Regions from separate parts of the Mus musculus genome. Here region 2 is linked to region 1. Evidence: chromatin contacts called from public promoter capture Hi-C data. All regions are on one chromosome and are shown on one strand. The core of a region is the stretch at or near the end of the contact, and the rest is flanking DNA. Distances in the headings are between cores, read along the strand shown.

Region 1 (3,958 bases), core at 1,095-3,594:
TCTGAGGAGGAGCTGGTTCCTGCTTGACCTTGGGGGCCAAAGGTCAGAAGGTCACCATCACTCAACTCCAGTCTGTGGCCTCTTGGAAGTCGGACATTATTGACCAAAGTCCCTGGTGATAATGAGACAGACATAAGACAGGTGACGAGAACAGGAACAGACTTGTAGTCAGAATTAACATGATCTGGCTGGCTGTTCAATTTTTCAGGGGGACACAGGGTTAATTAAGCATTAAACTCAAAACCTCACATGCAAGCTTTGTTGGCTAGGAACAAGCCTATTTTTCTCAACGACGACAGTGGGAGGCTTCTGTGCTTAGCTCTTGCTTAAACACCACTTCTGATAAAAGGCTTATTTCTTTTTCTACCTAAGACAGCCCCAGAACTCAGGATCCTTTTGCCTCAGCTCTGAGTGCTGAGATTGCCTCTTGCTGTCTCTTAGCCTCTTTGTGTCTCATTTCCCTTGCAGGCAGCATCCATCTACATCTAACAGAATAGGGCCCAGACCATAAACTCACTGTTGCCTGTTGGGGACTAATAATGCCCACGACAACCTCAGGTTAGGCTTCTCCAAACATTGCATTTGGTCTAGGAAGCTAAGACCTGAAGATGGAATACTGAGGTAAACCCCAGCCTTTGTGGACTGTCTTGGGTTGGGACCGAATGCCTAGGTCACTAGAACACTCATAAATGCCTAGCAGGAACAAGGTGCTTCAGCAAACGTGGGAACAGTCAAATCTGAGCTTAATACTAGAATGTAGAATTTGATGACAGCTTGCACACCCCTCTTAGGTCCGGTGTAGGCTAAAGCAGACAAGCAGGTTTAGTCCTGTGTGGAGCTGACAGAAGTGTGAGCAGACAAGACGGAACCAAGACTGCTCACCAGACTAGGACTCTGGGAGGCAGGTAGCAGGGTCCCAGAGGCTCCTCTTACTCATGCCTGTCTGGGGCTCTTCTGCTCATTGCTTACCTTGGCTGCTGTGATCCTCCAGGCTGACCCTCCAGTCGTCCCCTTGGAGTTCAGCATGCAATTCCGCATGGACTCCAGAGATGAGGCCGGGCTCCTGCTGGGGCCGCAGGGCCACATCACACAGGTCGGCCCTGCAGCCCAATCGATAGGTGCAGCCAGACTTGGACGGGGGGTGGAAGGTGTAGAGGTCACCGCCCCTGCCGCCCCCTATACGCAGCAGCTGGAAACAGGGCAGCATGGGGGGTGCCCCCTCTGCACCACTTTGCCCACCTCAGAAGTCCATTCCCTCTCCTACTCCTGGGTCATGCACCGTGGGCTTCAATTCAGTTCTCTCTGATGTCAACAGCTAAGTATTGTGCCTAATGCCAACTTAAGCAGTGCAGATTCAGAGCGCCAGAGGCCTGGATATGCACCAAGACAGAGGCTGTCAAGATGAGGTTTAAAAAGCAATTCCAGTAAAGTCCTGATGCGATGCAAAACCAGGAAGACGTCTTGTGGCACCTCAGTGAAGCCGGATCCTCAGGCGGCTCAACATCCGGGAGCCTCCGACAATCTGTGCAAGGCAAAGCTAGTTTAAACCGCAACTGGGAACAGGCAGAGGGGGTGAAGGGGCCCTGGTACACAAACGTGCGTGTGACACGGGTCTTCTCCCTAAGTGTAACCTGGAGTCAGGGAATTTATGGTTAAACTTTCTAATCCAAGTAGCGCACCCCTTCCATCTTTCCCCCCCACCCCCGCTCTTCGGATCAGTTCCCCTAAGGGAAGTGAATCCACTGTCACCCGCAAAGGGCGGCGCAGACGGGTCCCTAATTCTGTAACAAAGTGGATCTCACCCTTTCTTTTTTTCGCTCGCGGGGTAAACTGAGGAAGGGATTCCGTACCCTGCGTCCCGCGCTCCCGCCGAGGTTTGACAGCCAAGGAAGCCGCCCCGAAGGCGGGGCTTGGGTGAAGGCGCGCGCGCGCGCTGCGCAGACTCCTCCTTCGGAATTCCCGGGTCCGACTTCGCGCCCGCGAGCCCGCCCCCCCGCCGGCTGCTTCTGATTGGCCATCTGAGTTGCACCCATTTGCTCTATTGGCCGATGCGCAGGGGGGAGTTGCTCATCTCCCGCTCTCCGCCACTTCTGATTGGCCGGCACGTTTTCCCGGGTTCCCGGGGAGAGGAGGGGCCGTCAGGGCGCGGAGAAAGTTTGGGGCGTCAGGGTGCCTGCTTGCACCTTTCTTCTTCCTATTTCCGGTAGGGAGAAATGGAGCTGTAGAGCAGCCCGCCGCCCCGCGCATGCGTGATCTGGGTGTGGCGTCTAGACTGGGTGCTAGGTGTAAGGGGCGTGGCAAGAGGGCGGATCTCGCGCTGGGTAAGGGGCGTTCGGGGAGAGTCAGTTGGGGGCGGGAAGAGTCTGAGAGGGGGCGCAAGGGGGGCGGAGGGGATCCACAGGGCAAGAGGGGTGCAGGAGCTGGGTCAAAGGATAGATGAGGAGGTCAAGACAGCCTCAGAGTTCAGGGTCCTGACGGGGATTAGCCCGGGGTGTGTGCGGGAGAGAAGTGGGGGAGACAGGACAGGGAGCGACCAAGATAATTCCATCGAAAAAGACTCATACTAGGTCTAGGAAGAGAAACGGGTAGGAATCGCGGGGGTTGAGTGAAAAAAAAAAAAACCCAAAAACTTGAATTCTGATGGAAGTGGGGGAAAGAAGATGCTGTAGGACTCCGAAGAGAGATGCATCGGGAATGGAAGCCGAGGGGATAGAGAGCAACTGAGGCCCGTTACAGAGAGGCCCAGATGAGTTGCCAGGAAGCTGGCTTCCCAGCAACGGGCTCCCGGCTGCTCCGATTCCTCAGGGATCCTAGGGAAGACGCTTAACCCCACATGTGGCCTCATTCTTCCCGGACCAGGCCTTGGGCTAACTCTTTAATAGGAAATGACTCAGAAATCCTGGCTCGATGGTGCCTAGATGGGCTTCCCAACGGCCCTACCATTCCATGGCAAGGACTGTGGAGAGTGGGCTCCTTATACTGTGTCCAGAGAGTCCTGAGCTGCAGGGACCGTAGACACTTAAGGAGGAAGGTAAAGGCACACCACCCACATTCCTGTAAGTAGAAGGAAGCCTCGTCTCAGTAAATTTACCTTAGGGTTGTTGCCTGGTTCATTCTATCAGGAGCGTAGTTGGGACAAGCAAGTGGTTTGGTTACCGTGTGCCTTAGGGAAGTAGGAAAAGAGAAGCGTACAGCCCGATAGACCTGTCAGTAACTTAAGGATTATGACTTTGTTTTTATAGGGCTTTTTCTTTGGAAGGTGGCCTGAAAAATTGAATTGAAGTATCCTTGTTTCTCCTATTGTCCAGGGGAACATAGGTGACTGGAGACAAGAGCTACAGGATTCATATAACAGGAAGATGTTGCCACCGTCAGGTCAGTGAGGCTAGTCAAGGAGACCAGGATCATCTCCCTCTTCCCTCTCCCCCTCTCTCAGAATCTGACAGTCTTTATTCTTGTGACCCCCTCAGGTTTTGCTGGGCTGGTTCCTCCCTCCCACTTCCAAGCTCGGCCCCTTCCAACTCTGCCAAGAATGGCCCCGACCTGGGCTTCAGACGTTCCCTTGGTCCAATCTCCGGCCAGCCAAGATGTCTTAGAGAGACGGCTAGATGCTCAGAGGTCGACAGTGACCACGTGGGGACAGGATTTCTGTGGAGATGGGCAGGGGCTAGGGCGGAGAGGCAGGTAGGGATCTGCCAATCACCTCTTCCTCAGACTGACACATGGTCCTTCATACACGCATGCCTTCATTTCAGCCCCTGGTTCTATAACTTGTGTGGTTTTTCTATAGGCCATTGTTGGCCCCTACGACGCATAGACCACATGCGTTGGGGTTAGTGAGAATAGATGTTTGGACTTAAATTCTCATTACATAAGGAATGTAAATGTCTTAAGGGAGGGGATAAGTTCTGCAAAAGCTGTTTTAAAGCAAAATGACGTGCAGCTTAGACATGCTGAC
Region 2 (4,377 bases), core at 917-3,416, 220 kb after region 1:
TCCCCTCTTACTTTTTATTTTGAGAGAGAGTCTGCTGGACACAAATTAGCTCAAACTCAATAAGGCAATCGTGGCCTGCCAGCCTCTGGAGTCACTGGCATGCACCATAACACCCACCAAGGAAAGGGTTGCAAACTCAACCCTGTACTGGGATGGACTTGGATGGACAGAAAGCCACACTGAAATGCCAAGGCACTGAGAATACGCGCTGGAATGTGCTTCTCTGGCGGCCGTTAGCGATCTCAGTTTCTTTAGCTTTTTGTTTCTGAGCGGCCATCTCCTGCTCTTCTCTTCTTCTTGACTCAGTTCTGCCCTCTGGCGGCCATAATACGTTAGAACAGCACATTCGCTCTGCACTGGCCTAGGCAGGGCGGGGCCACAGAACATTAGGACCGCACATTCACTCTGCCCTGGCCTTTGCAATAGAGGGATGTCCTAAAGTGTTGTTTTAGAATCTCTTCCTTTCCTCGTCAGCATCAAGCACTCCCCACATCAGGAAGCGTTCAAGACATCAGCCATGCTCCTGTCTGGATCCCTGAATGAGAAAAGTAAGGTTTGGTCTTGGCATGAACAAAATTGGTTATGACAAAATTAAAGAAGGGGTTGGGTAGCGGTGTCTCATACCTTTAATCCCAGAGCTCTGGAGATGGAGGCAGGTGGTTCTCTGAGTTCGAGGATAGTCTGTTCTACACAGAGAAACCCTATCTCTAAAAATAAAAGAAGGAGCTGGGGTTATAGCATAGTTGGTATCTACCACTCATGGAGTTCTATACCCTAGCACTTTATAAACCAGACACAACAGTCCACACCTGCAGTCCCAGCACTCACGGGCTTGTAATCCCAGCATGCAGAGGCAGATCTAGAGTTTAAGGTCATCTACGCCATTGGTTCTCAACCTGAGGGCCATGACCCCTTTCACAGGGGTTGCCTAAGAAGATCAAAACCCCCAGATATTTACACTAAGATTTTAACAGTAGCAGAATTACGGTTATGAAGTAGCAATGATAATAATTTTATGGTTGGGAGGATCACTATCACATGAGGATCTGTAATACAGAGTCATAGCATTAGGAAGGTTTGAGAACAGCTAATCTAAGCAAGATCCTGGGCTACGTGAGACCCTGCTTTTCAAAAGAAAGGGACCTGAGGATGGCTTAGCACTTCAGAGTGCATGCTGACCTTTGAGAGAATCAGATCAGTTGCTAGCACTCACAGCGGCTGCTCACCACAGCCTATAACTCCAGCCCCAGGGGGTCCCATGGCCTCTTATGAGTCCTAGCACTGCCGGCACTAAGGTGTGTATTCCCCACACAGACAAACCGACACATCCATTGCTAAAACAGATGAGAGACTGAGCCCCCCCACACACAGAAAAGGGTGACCCCAGGAAAAAAATGTCTACAGCTGCTTTAAATGAGTGTCCAAACCAGAATTAACCAATGGTCACCAGTCACCACCAGCAGTCACTGAGGAATTGTGGAGAGGCTGGAGGCAACCTGAGGCTGGCAAGAGCAGAGCTCTGACTTTTTCCAAGGTCTACCCCTCCTTCAAGGTCCGAACGACAAACCAGCAAGGTTCACAATGGTGAACCAATGTGCTCTTTCACAGAGCACAGGTGTGGGTGCTCCTTCGCAATAAGCATCACCTGGGAAACCTTTACCCATCAGGGATGAAGGCTTCTCCACAGCCTGCCGTAAAATGGACCCCTGACCCCGGTTTTCCTGGTGTGTAGACTGTAGTTCCTCCCCCAGGTCATGAGCAATTAAGGGCGCTGGATACTCAGGTGAGGGTCTCCTGACCCCACCCATCTATAGGTACTAACACAAGCTCAGCTGGGGTGATCCTTCTGCAACAGGCAACAGCTGAGCTCCCCAAGACGGCCGATGCTTGGCTTGAAGGATAGTCCTATACAACAGACAGAAAATAGATGACTGTTACAAAAACAGGTCCGCAGCCTCAGCACGACTGTGGCAAAACCTTCAGAAGAGATCCAAAATGGAGTTCTGTGGATCCTGAAACCAAAATACAGAAGCACGAACCTGTCCCAGCGCTTGGGAGAGCCCGGCCGGCTGTGTGAGGAACAAACACGAAGGTTCAAGCTTGGGCTGCAAAGTATCAAAACAAAACAAAATATGTGGCCACCAGGGGACGCTAGGAGCTCATCAAGGACAAGTCACACCAGCACTATTTCATGCCCTTTCCTCCAGGGCTCTGAAAGAATAGGATGAGGCAGCATGGGAGATCAAAGAGTCTACCTGTCTCTACTGGTCTGCTATTTTAGTCTAGATTTTTTATTTCTGTAATAAACACCATGACCAAAAGCAACTTGAAGAGGGAAGGGTTTATTTCATCTAACAGTTGAAGTCCTTCACAGGAGTCAGGGCTGGAACCTGGAGGCAGAAACCGAAGCTGAGACCAGGGAGGAACACAGTTTCCTGACTTGCTCCCGGTGGGGTGGTTTGCTTAGTCTGCTTTCTTTCTCTCTCTCTCTCTTTCTGTCTTTCTTTCTTTCTGTCCTTCAAGATTTATTTATTTTTATTCGTATGAGTACTCTGTTGCTGTCTTCAGACACAGATTGCATCGAATCCCATTACAGATGGTTGTGAGCCACCATGTGGTTGCTGGGAATTGAGCTCAGGACCTCTGGAAGAGCAGTCAGTGCTCTTAACCGCTGAGCCATCTCTCCAGCCCCTAGCCTGCTTTCTTATACAACTGAAGACCACCTGACCACAGTGACATCACCCACTACGGGCTGGAAACTGCAATGTGGGTTTGCCCACAGGCCAATCTGGTGGAATCATTTTTTCAGTTGAGGTTCCCTCTTCCAAGATGACCCCTGTTTGTGTCAAGTTGATTAAAAAGAAAAAGAAAAAAACCTAACCAGCACGCTTTCCATGACTCCAATTCCACTTCTATAAAGCAAAAGGAGAAATGGGTAAGAAAAGAACCCACCACAACCAGGAGGAAGTAACTGGGGGTGAGTGAATTCAGTGGCATTTCTGAGAAGCAGGTTCCCACCTCGGTCTTCTTCCTTTTTTTTTTTTTTAAACAAGGGTCTAGGGTCTCATGTAGCCCAGGCTCATCATATAACCAGTCTGCCTCTACTTCCTAGGTGCTGAGATCACAGGTAAAGGCCACCAAGCCCATGCACATCCTGTAGACACACTCTGCGTGTGTGTGGATGGTAGAGTGGAAAAAATATTCAATTCATTGGATTCTCAAATCCCAACAGGAGGAGGTCGAGCCTTCCCTCTCCTCAAGACCTCGTGTGCTGGATTTACAGGTTTCTCTCCTATTGACACCTGTGCTAAAGCTTCACCCAGAAGGGGGCAGAGAGCACCCTTCCCACCTTAACCGCAAAGATTCCTGCTTAACCTTCCCAAGGGTGGTGGGCCATCCTGCGGTGGTTAGCATTAACTGACAACTGGGCACAAGCTAGAGTCACCTGGGAGGAGAGCTTAAGTGAGGGACTGCTTAGGTCAGGGTGCCTGGTAGGCATGTTTGTGGGAGATGATCTTGATTATGAGGAGAGAAAACCTGCCCAATATGGGCCACACCATTCCCTAGGCAGAGATCCTGGACTGTCTCTGCCCACTATAGGCCATACCATTCCCTAGTCAGGAAATTCTGGGCTGTCTCTACTCAATAAGAGCCACACCATTTCCTAGTCAGGGAATCCTGGGTGTCTCTGCCCACTACGGACCACACCATTCCCTAGGCAGGGAATCTTGCTTCTGGATGTGATGTGACTGACTACCTCTCTCTAGCCCCTGCCTCTGTGACTTCCCTGCTATGATGGACTGCAGCCTGGAACTATGGATTCAAAATACCCTTTTCTCCAAGTTGCTTTTGGTAGTGTATTTTGTCACAGCAACAGGTCATTGGCTGTGCAACCGAGGCCTCTTTGATGTCTCCCTAACCACGCTAGACTCATCACAATCTTCAGCCTAAACCTCAGAGAGTCTCCCTTGTTCCGGGCTAATTACTTTTCCCAGCTCTTATGTGAATGTGTACAGGTTCACACAAGCCCATGTGTGCAAACACGGACCCAGAGGCTGAGGTCCAGTCTCTCCCTCTTTCATTTTCCCACGTGTGTGTGTGTGTGTGTGTGTGTGTGTGTGTTTAATTTGTATTGATTTTTCAGTGTGAATGTGCATGTGTGTGGAGGTCAGAAGATAAGTCACAGGGCTGGATTCTCTGCTTCAGACATGTAGGTCCTAGGGAACTCGGGCCTTCAGGTTTGATAGCATATGCCTTTCTTTACCTAATGAGCCACCTTATCAGCCCTCCACCTTGTGTTTTGGGGCAGTCTCTGGGTCTACCTAGAGCTTCCTGTTGTCGCTAGATTGTCAGCCCAGCAGGATCCGCCCATCTCTA

Evidence for each region. Promoter capture Hi-C pulls out the DNA fragments that hold promoters and counts their contacts.
Region 2: a promoter capture Hi-C map of the HPC-7 cell line shows a contact between it and region 1. The contact joins the enhancer-like site here to the promoter of Cchcr1 in region 1. A contact is called at or near these places in 4 of 39 promoter capture datasets (the 3T3-L1 cell line, the HPC-7 cell line, cranial neural crest and 1 more), 1 of 15 datasets of contacts at CTCF or cohesin (the NIH/3T3 cell line), 3 of 115 datasets of contacts at active chromatin or transcription factors (embryonic stem cells, epiblast stem cells and memory CD8 T cells) and 2 of 9 other capture datasets (liver and pancreatic islet).

Annotation. Positions count from the first base shown.
Region 1 is chr17:35,514,909-35,518,866 of GRCm38.p6, forward strand. It overlaps Cchcr1 (coiled-coil alpha-helical rod protein 1), which reads left to right and starts at 2,345. Exons shown (of 18, transcript NM_001372297.1): 1 at 2,345-3,031; 2 at 3,309-3,375; 3 at 3,471-3,684. The coding sequence starts at 2,834. It overlaps Tcf19 (transcription factor 19), which reads right to left and starts at 1,916. Exons shown (of 4, transcript NM_001163764.1): 1 at 1,851-1,916; 2 at 970-1,522; 3 at 1-112. The coding sequence starts at 1,207.
Region 2 is chr17:35,737,710-35,742,086 of GRCm38.p6, forward strand. No RefSeq gene overlaps it. Among named protein-coding and RNA genes, the nearest start is that of 4833427F10Rik, 33 kb to the right of the region's middle. Within about 2 kb of position 2,167, at least 89 of the 459 cell types and tissues checked have an H3K27ac peak or open chromatin away from gene starts, as enhancers often do. A contact at or near this core is called in the HPC-7 cell line and memory CD8 T cells, where this site is marked.